2 separate regions of the Zea mays genome follow, and region 1 is linked to region 2. A link is a contact called in public Hi-C data. All regions are on one chromosome and are shown on one strand. Each heading gives the region's core, a stretch centred on a gene start, on an enhancer-like site or on the middle of the called end of the contact. The rest is flanking DNA. Distances are from core to core; before and after follow the strand shown.

Region 1 (6,284 bases), core at 851-3,350, 790 kb after region 2:
AAAAAATAATAGCAAACTTTGATAATAACAGTGTGGGAATTATACTAATCTTTGCCCAAAAGCTTTAGCTCTGCTGGTATTTTTTTTGTAATCTCTACCCTTTTCTATAACCTTGTTAATGCGATGGATGCAAATATTTATGACCTGAAACTGAAAACTGCATTCGACCTTTTATTTTAACCCAACAAACCAATCCTGAAACCTGCATTGCAGTGTTCACAGCGCAGCACATTAATTTTCATATTATGCATATATAAAATGTAACCAGGATACCAGAGAGATGAAGATCAACACAAGGTACTTGGAGCATAGCAGCTAGCAAGTTATTTTATCAATCCAAACAGGCTTAGCATGACAAACACCCCATATACATATGATTCGGCTAGATATTTTTTGGTGCCTCATCGATTTGTGTGCATGACAGGTATTGGAAGCTAAATGTTTTCAGTTATTGGAAATGTGTGTCTCTCAGGGCCTTAGCAAAGCTATAGCAAGGGGCTTCGGTCAAACATAGTAAGTAGGAAACCCATAACAATACTCAAGTTGCTAAGTGGGCATTAGTAAGGGATAGCATGTTTTCTTACCGGCGTCTTAGCAGGCACGTTAAGATCAGCCGTCTCTGGAGCGCTTACTTCGGCGGCCTGCTCGACTTCCATATTCCACAGCTACTTTAGCTGTCCGTCCCTGCAAATGGTAGCAAGAATCACCAGCATCAATTCCTGAATCGAATCATACATAAAACAAGTAACAGTAGAATCCAAGGCAGAAACTCAGTCCAGTCCAACGGCATTAAAAAACGGGCTTTCTTTTACAGCCTGGACGATGAAGGATACAGAGATAAAGTTCACGGCTAGAATCCAATGTGTCCACAGTGTAAAGTAAAATCATTCTGGTGCTCGGAAAGGATTAGGTGGTTCCTACTCATGCCAAGACTTACCAACAACTCGAAATTGGATCGGAAAATCGAGTGAATCTGAACCGTGCAAAGGCGCTCAGCTCACAGAACAGACTGAAAAGACCGCACACATCGATGAACACGCTGTGCGCACGACCAGATAAGATTTTTTAAAGAAAACGTTAGATTATTTGATCTGAGCTAGCTCACTGACCCTTGAAGCACAAGATTGCAGGCACCAAACACAAGGATCGACAGCAAGGCATAGCAACCAAACAAGGACAAAAAAAAAAAGCAAAGCCAAGAGACAAAGACGACAGCCCGGACTCACCAACCTCCCCACGACCGTCTCGTCCCCTCCACTGCCTACCCTGAGCGGGGACATGGCATCTGCAGCGCCCGCGAAGTCAAAGAGGAGCGAGAGCGATCCGATCGGGGCGAGACACCGGAAAAGGAAACTGAAGGTGGCTGATCGATCGAAACACCGGAAAAGGAAACGGAAGCAAGCAGGGAAGCACGAGGCAAACGAAGAGAGGCGCAGCACTCCTCCTGGCAGCTTCCGGCTGCACCAGCACGCTGCACGCATCGGAGAAGCCGAGAACCAAACGCCAACGAGGTGGCACGGCGACTCCAGACAGAGGGCTCCAGTGTCCAGACGGGCAAAGCGAAGCGAAGCGAAGCGAAGCGAAGCGAGGACCTCCGAACCAAAACAGACGGGGAATCGCCGGTGGATAATCGCTAACCCCGAGCGCAATCGGACTCATCAAGAATCAAAATGGAAGAAAAAAGAAGAAAAAACTGGCCGTTTTCAATACAAAAGAACCTCTCCATCCAATCCAGTCAGAAGAAACATAAGTCACCTTGGATTTGGATCAGGAAGAGGTGTCCCGGCGGACGGCGGTCCAATCCTTCTTGCTTCCTGTCCCTTGGCGGTTGCAGGCGAGCGAGCAGCCAGAAGGAGAACCAAGCCAGCCAACCCCGGCCAGAAATCAACAGAGAGAAGCGGGTGGAGAGAAGAAAAAGAAAAGGAGAGAGAATCTTTTTATTTCGTCGGGGGTTTCTTCCGTCGTGGGAGGGTTTATATGTAACCTGCTGGCGGTGCTGCGGTATGCCGTATGCGTATGCGTGCTGTTGGCTGAGCTGCCGCGTCCGGCGGGTGGGACCCGCATGCAGTGCCGGAGGGGTTGCTGGGCTCACCGGCCTGTGAGCTCACCTCCTCAGCATTCCAGTACTGAGCTGACGTGGATTCGACACAGATTTGGAAGTGCACGAAACATTTCTCGCGAGTAGCCAGCATGCAGGAAAAATAAATGTGTGGGTGGGGACTGGGGTGGGTTCGCTCCGTAGGAAGAACAGGCTTGGGGCTCTTTGCAATGTGGGAATATTTCTCATTTCCAGTGTTTTTCTTATAAAAATAAATTGATTTCTGTGAAATTCTTGTATAATTCATCTAAAAAATCTGCATTCCAAATGGGCTCTTATGGTATTTTGAACGGGTCTACTCCTTAAAAAGTAAATGTGCACCTAAAATTAATGAAGCAGTTCTAGTACTATAAAATCTAATTACTTTAGTTTAAATAGAATATTTTATTTTAGGTTGTCGTCCATCGTGTATATAGTCGTGAATACACAATTTTGTATTGTAGATTGCACCATGTCACATAGTGAAATTTCAAGTATGGGGTATGTAAGGCTATGGTAGATAGCCTTGTAGGCCTCACTTTATCAATGTTAGGGTTTCTTTATTCCTACTCTTAAAAACATGACTTCTTTTAGGACTTGGTCAGGCGCGATCATGATAGTTGATAGTTAATGCACAATATAGTTTGGTGCGCCTAGGTCGAGGGAGAGCACAACCAGATTGGAGGGAGGGAGAGAAATAGGCACGACCGACCATGCCTAGAGGCGAGCACAAGCACGACTGCCCAGAGTGTGGGGGTATGCATGACTGGTTAGAGTGGGCATGGGATGGGTTGGATAGAGTGAGGGGGCATGGGAAGAGTGATAAGGCAAGGGCTTGCGTGGGCTGGATTGAGGGATGGGAGGGAGAGAGACAACAAGGTTGGTGTTGTCGCTGCTTACCACAGTAAGGAGAGTGAAAAGATAGAGGGGGGAAAGGTGTGGTCAACCAGGGTTGGAGCGGACACGAGCGTGGCTGCACGAAGTGAGGGATAGGAAGAGAGACACAGGGTGGAGTGGGGGTAGAGGGAGGGAGATGGAGGGAAAGATGTACAAGCGATTAGAGTGAGAGGGAGGGAGGGAGAGAGAGCCTCAATCGAGGTTAAGTGCGATCAGGCATCATAGCGAGCTGATGCGACTAGGGCATGACTACTCGCACCTTTCCAAGTTACATGGGTGCTAGGCGAGGAGCACATGGTCAGTGGCGTCTAGGGCGAGGATTCGATCAGTGTAGAGCCTTTGTCGCCTAAGCATGGATTTTTTCCACGGACGAGAGAGAAAGGTGCGGATGAAGGAAGGGAAAGAGAAAAAAGAATAAAGGGGTATGTTGTGTAACTAGTGATAACGGTGGTTAATTTTTTTTATCAAGTTCGCAAATTTTGAGATTCGCTAGTTTAGTGAATCTGGATTTGGTGGACGTGGAATGTTTGGCAAACATTTCATGGAATGAAGTTGTTTTTTTTTTTTTTGCAATTTAAGCGGTCACCATAGAGGGAACTTATAGACTATTCGGATTTGGATTAACAAACATTAGTTAACCCGAGCTTGTAATAGATTAATGTGTGGCAATAACATGTAAATAAACTATATATGGTCCACTACCTACCATAAGATCATAATATGAACCGATTTTGTAGCTCGGGGTTACAAGGACCCTCTAAGATTTCCATGGTAAAAGTCAACCGAAAGTCATACGGCCACCTACACATGACTACTACAGTAGAACATAGGGTAGAGCGACGAACGATTCAGCGAAAAAGCGACCAAACTCTTTCTTCCTCATCCTTCTCTCTCTCTTTCATTTTGCATATGGTATGCTCTCTATCTAGTCATGCTTGTGGGTCCAACAAATTAGATTGGTTTAATATTGAAATACGTATCAACTTTCGCGGCCCACAAAAAATGGCAAGAATAATCTGAGTTCCCACGGACCAGGTCATTTTCACAGATCCCACACTTAATTAAAGCCTTCCGCTTTTGGATTGCCTGTGCGGGAAAATAATGTGTCGATCGATAATGCATCGCTCCAAAAGGCGTTTCCATCGTGTGCGCACGTCTTTAGGGTCTGGATTACCTTGCAAGCCGGCCTATCGCTCAGTTCATCAGCAAACAAGAAACTCCAGCCACATTCAGGCGTGCGGGGTGTGGTCACGCAGCTTGCATGTAATTTGCGGTGACCTTCCGAGTATTCGCATATATTGCTAGGATGATGGATGGCACATGGCAGATCGGCGGCAGGCACGGCTGGCCACCGCAAATAAAAGAGAGGCTTGCATTGCAACCTGGCACTGGCATGGCATGGAAGAACAGAAAAATGCTGGCCTGTGTGGTCAGGTCAGGTACTACCACTATATACTGGGCATAAATGGCGCAGGCCATTGCAGCTCAGCCACAAACTCCATGAAAAAAAACAATATATTGTAGTATATAGAAATGGAGAAAAAGAGAGGATCAGAGGAGCGGCCCCATGCCACTGGCCTCTGTGTCTCCGCGGGTTGGTCTCGTGGGGCCCACGCCGCAGCGGACGGCGGGCGATAATCCGCCGGCCCAGGCCACACCGACCGCGGCGGCGGATACTACCCGTTCGTCATGCATGCTGGCTGACGCTGACGCTGTCGCTGTACTGTGCACGGCCGCATGTATACTTGTCTGTAGCTCACCCCAAGCTTGGTTCATGTGCCCAAAAGGCTTCTGTATTTTAGATTCTTTATACAAGACGTATTCGTTGGTTGCCCAGTTTCTAAAACCTTTTTTTGTTTCTATCTCTCTCTCTCTCGGTCAGTGGACGACATAATTCCAGTTCCAGATCCCACAATCTCCTTTTTCTTTTAGCCTAGCATCGTCAGACTAACTATCTATCTATTTCACCCACTATTTCAAATTTCACTCCATAATTTGTATCACCTACATTACAAAACCGTGTTTCCGCACGTCCGTTTGCACGGCCTACTAGAGTTGTCCACACTATCAAACCTTGCACCAATTCCGTTGCCATTATAGCTGAAAGTTGGGATGGATCGAGCCAATCGTGTTTCGGATCAATTTTTTCGAACCGACATGGCATATTGAATAATTTTGGGCTGGGCCGAGCCGTGCCTAAATACCAAAACTTAGGCACGGCACGACACAAACCAAAAGCTACAGCGGGGCGATGGTTGGGTCGTGCCGGCCCAAGCACGATACGAAGAAAATATTGGTTTATATATTAAAAAATACATCTTCAAATTATTCATAACTTTGTTTTGAATAACTGCTCAACACACCATTGTGAACTAACCGTGTTGATATGAGCATGAGCACAGGGTTCGTTCACAATATAATTCTTTCTAGCTATAAAAATACATCTTGGTAGACATACATTCAAATAACTCCTTATAACTCAATCCCTAAAGTTTAGTACTCTCTCCGTCCCAATATATAGTTTTTTCTAGCTTACTTTTTTTTCGTCCACATTCATTCAAATGATAATAAACATAGACATACATTGAAACCACATTCATATGTTGCTTAATGAATATGTAATTGGTCTAAAACCATAAACCCACTTAGTACTGAAAAAATAAATGATACAGTATTTTTGTACCAAGTTTTTTTTAAAAAAAAAATCTCATGAGCGGAGGCATTTCCGAGGGATTACCCAGGTAAAGACCCAGCAGGCATTTCCTATGGCTTTTGCTCTGGCCATGTAGCAGCAGGTGCGCCTTGAACAACGACGCTCCGCAAGGATACAAAAGTGTCGTCTGCGAAACAATAGCCTGTTCGCTGCCGACAAAGGGCGCCAGTGTTTACCGTAGCTCCATCCATGCGTGCGATCTGCGATCTGAATCACCACATCTGAAGAAAAAGAAGAAGAAGAAAGAATCATGGAGCATGAGCACCACGTGCTCCGCTTCCATTTGCTTGCCTAGCACTAGCATCGGCCAGCGGCGGCATGAGACCGGGACCGGGAGGACGCCGGCACTGTTGCAGCCCCGACCGAATCGTTCAGCCCAATCAGCAGAACGGAAATGGTTTGAATAACGCGCGGATTTGGCAAGTTCCTCGTCCTGATGAAGGGGCAGGCATGTGCGTAAAGCTGCGGCTGCAGGTGACTCGGTCGGTCGACACATCAGTCCATTCCGATCCGGCGCTGATTACTCACTTTCTCACTGCCTTAAGCCAGCTTGCTTTTGTTTTTAATACAAAGAAAAAAAGAACCAGGAGTATTGTT
Region 2 (6,355 bases), core at 210-2,709:
GAAAAAATCAAGGGACAAACTATCAGGAAATGCATGATGTTCTTTGATAATTTTCACACAAATGGCAGATACTAGACCACAGTGAGACATTCAACTTCATATTTGAACTCTTGCTAAGGAATATCTTCATTGCTGATCTGAAGCTTTGCAGTATCCAGAATCTACTAAAATCATAAACTACAGTGCTAAAAATCTCAAAGATACTCCCTTGTAGAAATTCTGTTTGAGGTAAAACTACTCTTCTTTCGTTGTTGATACCAGTATCGCCAAGGCGGCAAGAATACTGCTGCACGGCAGACTCCTAATTCAGCCAGCTAAAATATCATATCAATCAACCATAACCATACAAATAAACTAATAAACCACACAAGAACAAGCACTTGATGAGTCGTTACCATGACTAAGCAACAATTGTAACAAAACTGATGCGACAAGATTAAAACAAAATCAACACCAAGCTAACTCGACCTTTTCCTGATTTAACAAAGCTTGATGCGCATACTGCCTTAACTCGTAAACAAGTTTCGCGCGAGAAACACGGAGAGGCATTTACTAGGCGCATCCCTGTTATCTGCATTATCTCAAAACAGAAGAAAAAATATATAAAATGTACGGATGATGCCCCGCTGATTCCATTATTCATTATTATTTGTTGCAGACGCAAGGCAAAAGGCCAAAAGCCTTCACTCTACGAACAGGGAGTAAACTAGCGAATAATTACCAGATGCCGGCAAAAATACCAGCCTATTCAAACTGGAAATCGGGCCATCAGCCAGCAGAAAACAGCGCATACCATGTGGCTGCTCTGCAACAAAATGCACTAAAAAAATCAGGGACTCTCTGGCTCCAACCCACTCCACCTCCCAAAGGAGGAAGGAAACAAGAACCTTTCCCCGACGAATTCACTGCCATTGTCTCCAGAGCCCAGACCTCCACCAGATGGAACTACGCCACCAGCAAAAGTAAAGTTTGTTTGGCAGCTCGCCACTACGGTTTGCACAAACTCTGAAACCGATGAGTGAAAAGGGAAAAGATAACAATAACAGACAAGAACAAAAAAAAACAGCACCCCGCTTTGGAACGGAAACGGAAGAGGTGAGCACGAGAGAATTGAGCTGCCTCACCTCGCCGAGACGCGCCGCCAGCGAGATCCGGGCCACCGGCTGGCGCCGGCCGCCTGCATCCCGGCGCCCAGCACGCGCGGCTCGCCGGCCTCCGAGCGACCTGTCGAAGCACGGGGCCACCGAGGAAAGCGGTTACGCTCCGCGTCACCTCGCCCCCCAAAGAAAAAACAAACGAAAATGTGGCGACCGCCCGCTCGGCGGGCGCGCGGCGAGAGAGCTCACCGGAGTCGGGCGGATCTCTTGGGCAGGAAGCCCAGGACAGCGGTGCAGCGTGGGGAAGGGGCGCTCGCCGACGAGCGGGGCCGGGCGGTGGGGGCCACCGTCAGTGGGACGGGGGAGGGCACGGGGGGGCGAGGCCTGGAGCGGTGGGGGGGGGAAGGCGTATTTATATATGTGGATATGGACGGGAGAGGGAGGGAGACCCATGTGCATAAGCCCGGGGGGTGGTGCTCGAGTGCCAAATGGCTCGCAAGTTACCTTTACCCTTTTTCTAACGCTTTTACTGTCACCTCGGTTACCATGCTTAACCCCCACTGTTATCTCGAAAACCAGCCAGTTGCGTTAAAAAAACAAAAACTGTCACCTTCCCATTGGACGGCTCCTGCCTCGTATTTTGAGACCAGCAAAAAAAAATTTGTTTAAACCCGATTCGATGGATCTGGACGGTGCACTGTTGGGCGGCTCACAGGCATCATGTCCATCGCAGCGACTCAAATAATAATAATAAAAAAAGAACCTGTGTGATTTTAGACGATTTCAAAAATGCATATATCCTGTGTCAGAAATGGGAGAATCTTTAGATAATAGATGCACTGGCGCGCACGTACGTGGATAGATCCAGCAGCTGAACGCGTCGCAGAGCTTGTACTTGGCTGGCTTGCCATCTCTCCTTCTCTTTTTTTTTCTGTTGTTATAATGGAATGTTTTTTCACAGTGTACTTGCGCCTGGCCTCTCTTCTAGGATTCAGGGCGTGGACGTGGACGGAGTGAAAGAGTGGGTAGATGGGTGGGGGTGTTGGAAAAGAATCTCCAAAGTGGCGGATGACCGAAAGCCTGTAGGGGCCAATGCAGCACCACCATAGTTTACCCCCCACGTTAAAACGCGACAGAAACGAAAAGCGACAACGCAGTGCCATCGACCTGGGTGTGTGTGTGTGTGTGTTTTCTTCTTCCGCTCTGGCAGCTAACATTATTGATGCGCTATCTTTTGCAATAATAATGTGGGACGCATAATCAAAGGTGATTTGACCGGAGAGAGTTATAGAATACGGCTAGCAGGGCAGCATTTTCCGAGATAATTCTAGAGATACCCGAGATGGCATTGGAGTAGTTCGTTCTTAAATAAAAAGCACATGTAAGTCCCCTATTTCACACCATTTGAGATAATTCTAGAGATACCCGAGCAGCTCTGTAAGAGTACTCCGTTCTTAAATAAAAACACATGTACATTAGGTTGTCTTTGACATCTCTCCTATCGCATCCCCTATTTCTACCATGTAGATACCTCAATTTTATAAAATTTGCTACGGACAACCTTACTAGAGGATATTAGCCATAAGAAATTACACTGCTACCTCTATACTCATTTATCTGATGTGTCATTGGTCCACCAGCAATGATATAGTGAAATATTAACTGTAACTAATACAATGCTTGTGAGTTACGACAACACAAAATATTCGATTACATGTTACTACATACCGATTAAGCTGCATCAATTGTGGGGATCTGTTTGAATCCCATGAGCTAAAGCTAAATGACTAAAATTTAGTTACTTTTTAGGATCTAATCAGTAAGAACTCAAAGTGACTGAAATGATACTATTTTATCATTTTAATCACTTTTAGCTCTCTCTATTTGGATTTTACCTTATAAGTCACTTTTGTTTTAGCTCTTGTTTTAGCTCGTGGTATCCAAACGAGCCATGAATCATTACACATTTCCTCCATGATTAATCAAATATTACAAGAGCTCTACACCTTTTATAGGATAATAACTACAATAGAGTACATATCTAGGAAATAAGTTGCACACTCTTTCATTTTTATACACTTTGGGTTATTGTGGTAGATCAAATAGGTCTTAGTTGAATAGGAACAACAATTTCATTTTTAGGGATTGTATACCCGAGGAAGGTAACATATCTCTAATGATTGAACGCAATCTAACTCACCTAACCTCCTAGTCATTTTAGCCCGCGAAACACATACTCCATACAAATTCAGCCCATAGGAGTAATAATTAAAAGAATATTGAAAGTAAAGGAACTAGCATAGGTTGTGGTTGTAGTGTTCATCTTCTGCAAGTCAAACAAGTGACTATCTTGTTTCCTTTCCTCACATAGTGAGTGGAGCAAACGCTTGGCATAACACATCCATCCATCTTTGATGGTCCAATACTGAGCTCACAAGAGGGCCACCCATCGCCTGTCACGAGATAGATGCAAGAACTGGTTAGATCAACGTCGCGCCGTAGGTCGTTTGGTATGGATATTGCTTCCCTGTTGGGCATGTTGGGTCACGATTCTTTTGGGTTGGGTTGGATTTTTTTTTGGCCTTGAGTCTAGGTTTTTTTTGGTTAGGTCGGGTTTTAGGTTAAAAAATATAACCGAGGTTTGAGTCACAGGCACATTTCATTTTTAGGGCATGTATAACCGAGAAAGGTAATGGATCTCTAATGATTGAATGCAATCTAACTCACCTAACCTCCTAAGGTTAAGTGAGGCAATTGGTTATTAGCCAGTGGAACGTAGTATGAATAAAATAATAGGATAAGAACAATGCAATTGGTTATTAGTCGGTGGAACCTAAGGTTCATATAGTCCTTGTAATATTTTTGTTTTTTACGTTCATCAATCGATGAGTAGCAAGGTAATGTATAGTATTACATGTACTATGGCTCAAATTCCTCTAATTATTCGTATGTTGGCTCCCACTCATGTCTAAGTACGTTTGGCACGATCACATACCTATGCCATGCTATCTCATAATTCCCTCTCATTTTCTGATACTCTTTGTACCCGGGTCGAATTGATGACGATTAGCTTTACCCATAACGAAGTTCGTTGTTCCTGTCTCCTTAAGCACCTCTACGCCACGGGGTTCCATTATCGTGCCTTTGACACCGTGCATCTTGCCATCTAGACGAATCTAACAGCTATGACGATAGATCTCGCTTTCTATGGACATGCATACACGGGGGGAATCACTATGGTTAACACGGAGAAGGATCAAACTCGCGTCTATGGGGAGTGTGAGGTGGGTGGAGGAGGTAAAGAGGAACGAGTCGATGGTGATACGGAGTAGACCTGTTCAATCATCGGGTCGGGTAGAGTCGGGTTTTGGTCAGGTCAAGGTCGAGTCGTAGGTCGTTTGGTATGGATATTGCTTCCCTGTTGGGCGTGCTGGGTCGGGGTTCTTTTGGGTTGGGTTGCATTTTTTTGGCCTTGAGTCTAGCTTTTTTTTTTGTTAGGTCGGGTTTTAGGTCAAAAATTGTAGCATGTGTTCAATCCGTGAATTGTTGTGGGTCAAAACTACGATCCATATTTACCTTGGTTGATCTATATTTATCGATTGGAATTTTTTTTGACGGATCGAGTTAAGTTGGTAGGTTTGGTTGTCCCGTACTTAGGTCTACTACAGACGGAGACGAAACGTACTCGAATGAGCGAAAGTGAATGAAAGCTATAGTCATGGGCATCATCTCAAATACAAGATTCCGTTGGTCATTAGTATTATTTTCTCTTTTGTAACAACATTTTTCTGTACTAGTCCTGTATGGACCGGTTTGTGTGTCATCAAGCTCGCAGCATAGGTAAACACATTAGCCTACTATATGTCTTGCACGTAAATGTATTCGTTACCATGGATACAATACTTTATTTGGCTAAAGTTACTAGGTCAGCTACATGAACAAGCAGTTAAAAAAACTGACGATAGAAAAGTTGATAAGCTTGTCATAAGTTTGGAACGGTTTTGAGTCACAGGCGCGTTTTATTTATTTATTTTACTAGTAGTAGAAGTATAATAATTAAAAGTTTATGGCTCGCGTCCAGTTGTCCGCTGCCAGGCTGTCTGCTGCGGATAAGGACTGGTGTCTTGTCGAGGCGGTAAAGTTACCGCGCCCCGGTAAACGGGAAAGTTGGTTTGTTTACACGTCGCCTCCTTTTCGCCTTCCGAAGACCAAATCCCACCTCTACTCTCGCTACGCTAAAGCTTTGCGAGCGGTCAAAGCGGGAGCAGTCGCGCGAGGAGGAGAGGAGAGGAGGTGACACACAGGCAGCGAGTGGCCCGGTGGCGGCCTGGCGGGGCGGTAATTTTTGGAGTTGTTTAATGAAGCAGCCGGTCACGTTTGATTCGCGCGCTTTTTTTTGTTTTTTTTTTTTTTTTTGCTATGACGTTTGACCCCAGCACGCCGGCCGCCGCCTAGCTGCTGGCCGGGGGTGGTCGGAGGAAAGTTACAGCTGCCGGGCGTTTGACCCTCCGGCGTTCTCTTCTCTGGACTGGACCTATTGATTGTTTTTTTTTTGTGCGTGGCGGGGGCGTGGCGGTGAGTGGGCGACTGGCGGTACGTACGAGGGGCAGATCGGGCAGAAAAAGCGGGAGGAGCGGAGAATTCCCCGTCCGTTGCGTCGTCCGTATGCATGTGCCCTGACGATGGCTCGTTCACGTCAACAGCGTGAGCCTTTTGTACATGTTTGTTTGTTTTGTCTCGCCCGCCGCGCGCGGACTCTCTCTTTCCACTCTACTACACGCGAGCACTGCTCTGGCTCCTGCTGTGATTGGTGTTGCAGAAGGCACCCTGGAGAAACGATTTGATCGTACTACGACGCCCGGTCCGTACGTAGTAACAACGATGTATGTATCACCAGTGGCGCGACCTGTCTAGTCGCTATCTTTTTTTGTTGAGAGGCAGATGGAAGAACGAACCCATATGTCCATATCATGCGTCGTCATGTGACGCGCCCGCGGCGGAGACCAAATAAAGCGAGGACGCGAGCCAAAGGCAAGAAACTGCCGAGGCCCGCCCGCGCGCCCGCCCCCGAACTGAAGGAACGAGCCATCGCGTCGAGATCAAGGTCGATGCATGGGCCGAGAGAGAGAGAGAGAGAGAGAGAGAGGGCATCCCTTTCTCATCCACCCTGATGGATCTGGCAAGCACTGCGCGCTCGCGGCGACGTGGACGTACGACGCTAGCTGCCTAGCTGTGCCTGTGTGGGGGCATGCACAGTG

Evidence for each region. A called contact is a pair of places that touch in the nucleus more often than the background predicts.
Region 1: a contact with region 2 is called in a Hi-C map of tassel, with 1.9 times the contacts expected there. The contact joins the promoter of LOC103645943 here to the promoter of LOC100274214 in region 2. A contact is called at or near these places in 2 of 25 Hi-C or Micro-C datasets (ear and tassel).

Annotation. Positions count from the first base shown.
Region 1 is chr2:10,598,842-10,605,125 of Zm-B73-REFERENCE-NAM-5.0, forward strand. LOC103645943 (myosin-11) reads right to left here and starts at 2,101. Exons shown (of 9, transcript XM_020548133.2): 1 at 1,756-2,101; 2 at 585-684. The coding sequence starts at 656.
Region 2 is chr2:9,812,898-9,819,252 of Zm-B73-REFERENCE-NAM-5.0, forward strand. It overlaps LOC100274214 (F-box/kelch-repeat protein), which reads right to left and starts at 1,460. Exons shown (of 3, transcript NM_001148586.1): 1 at 1,347-1,460; 2 at 1,125-1,224. The coding sequence starts at 1,183.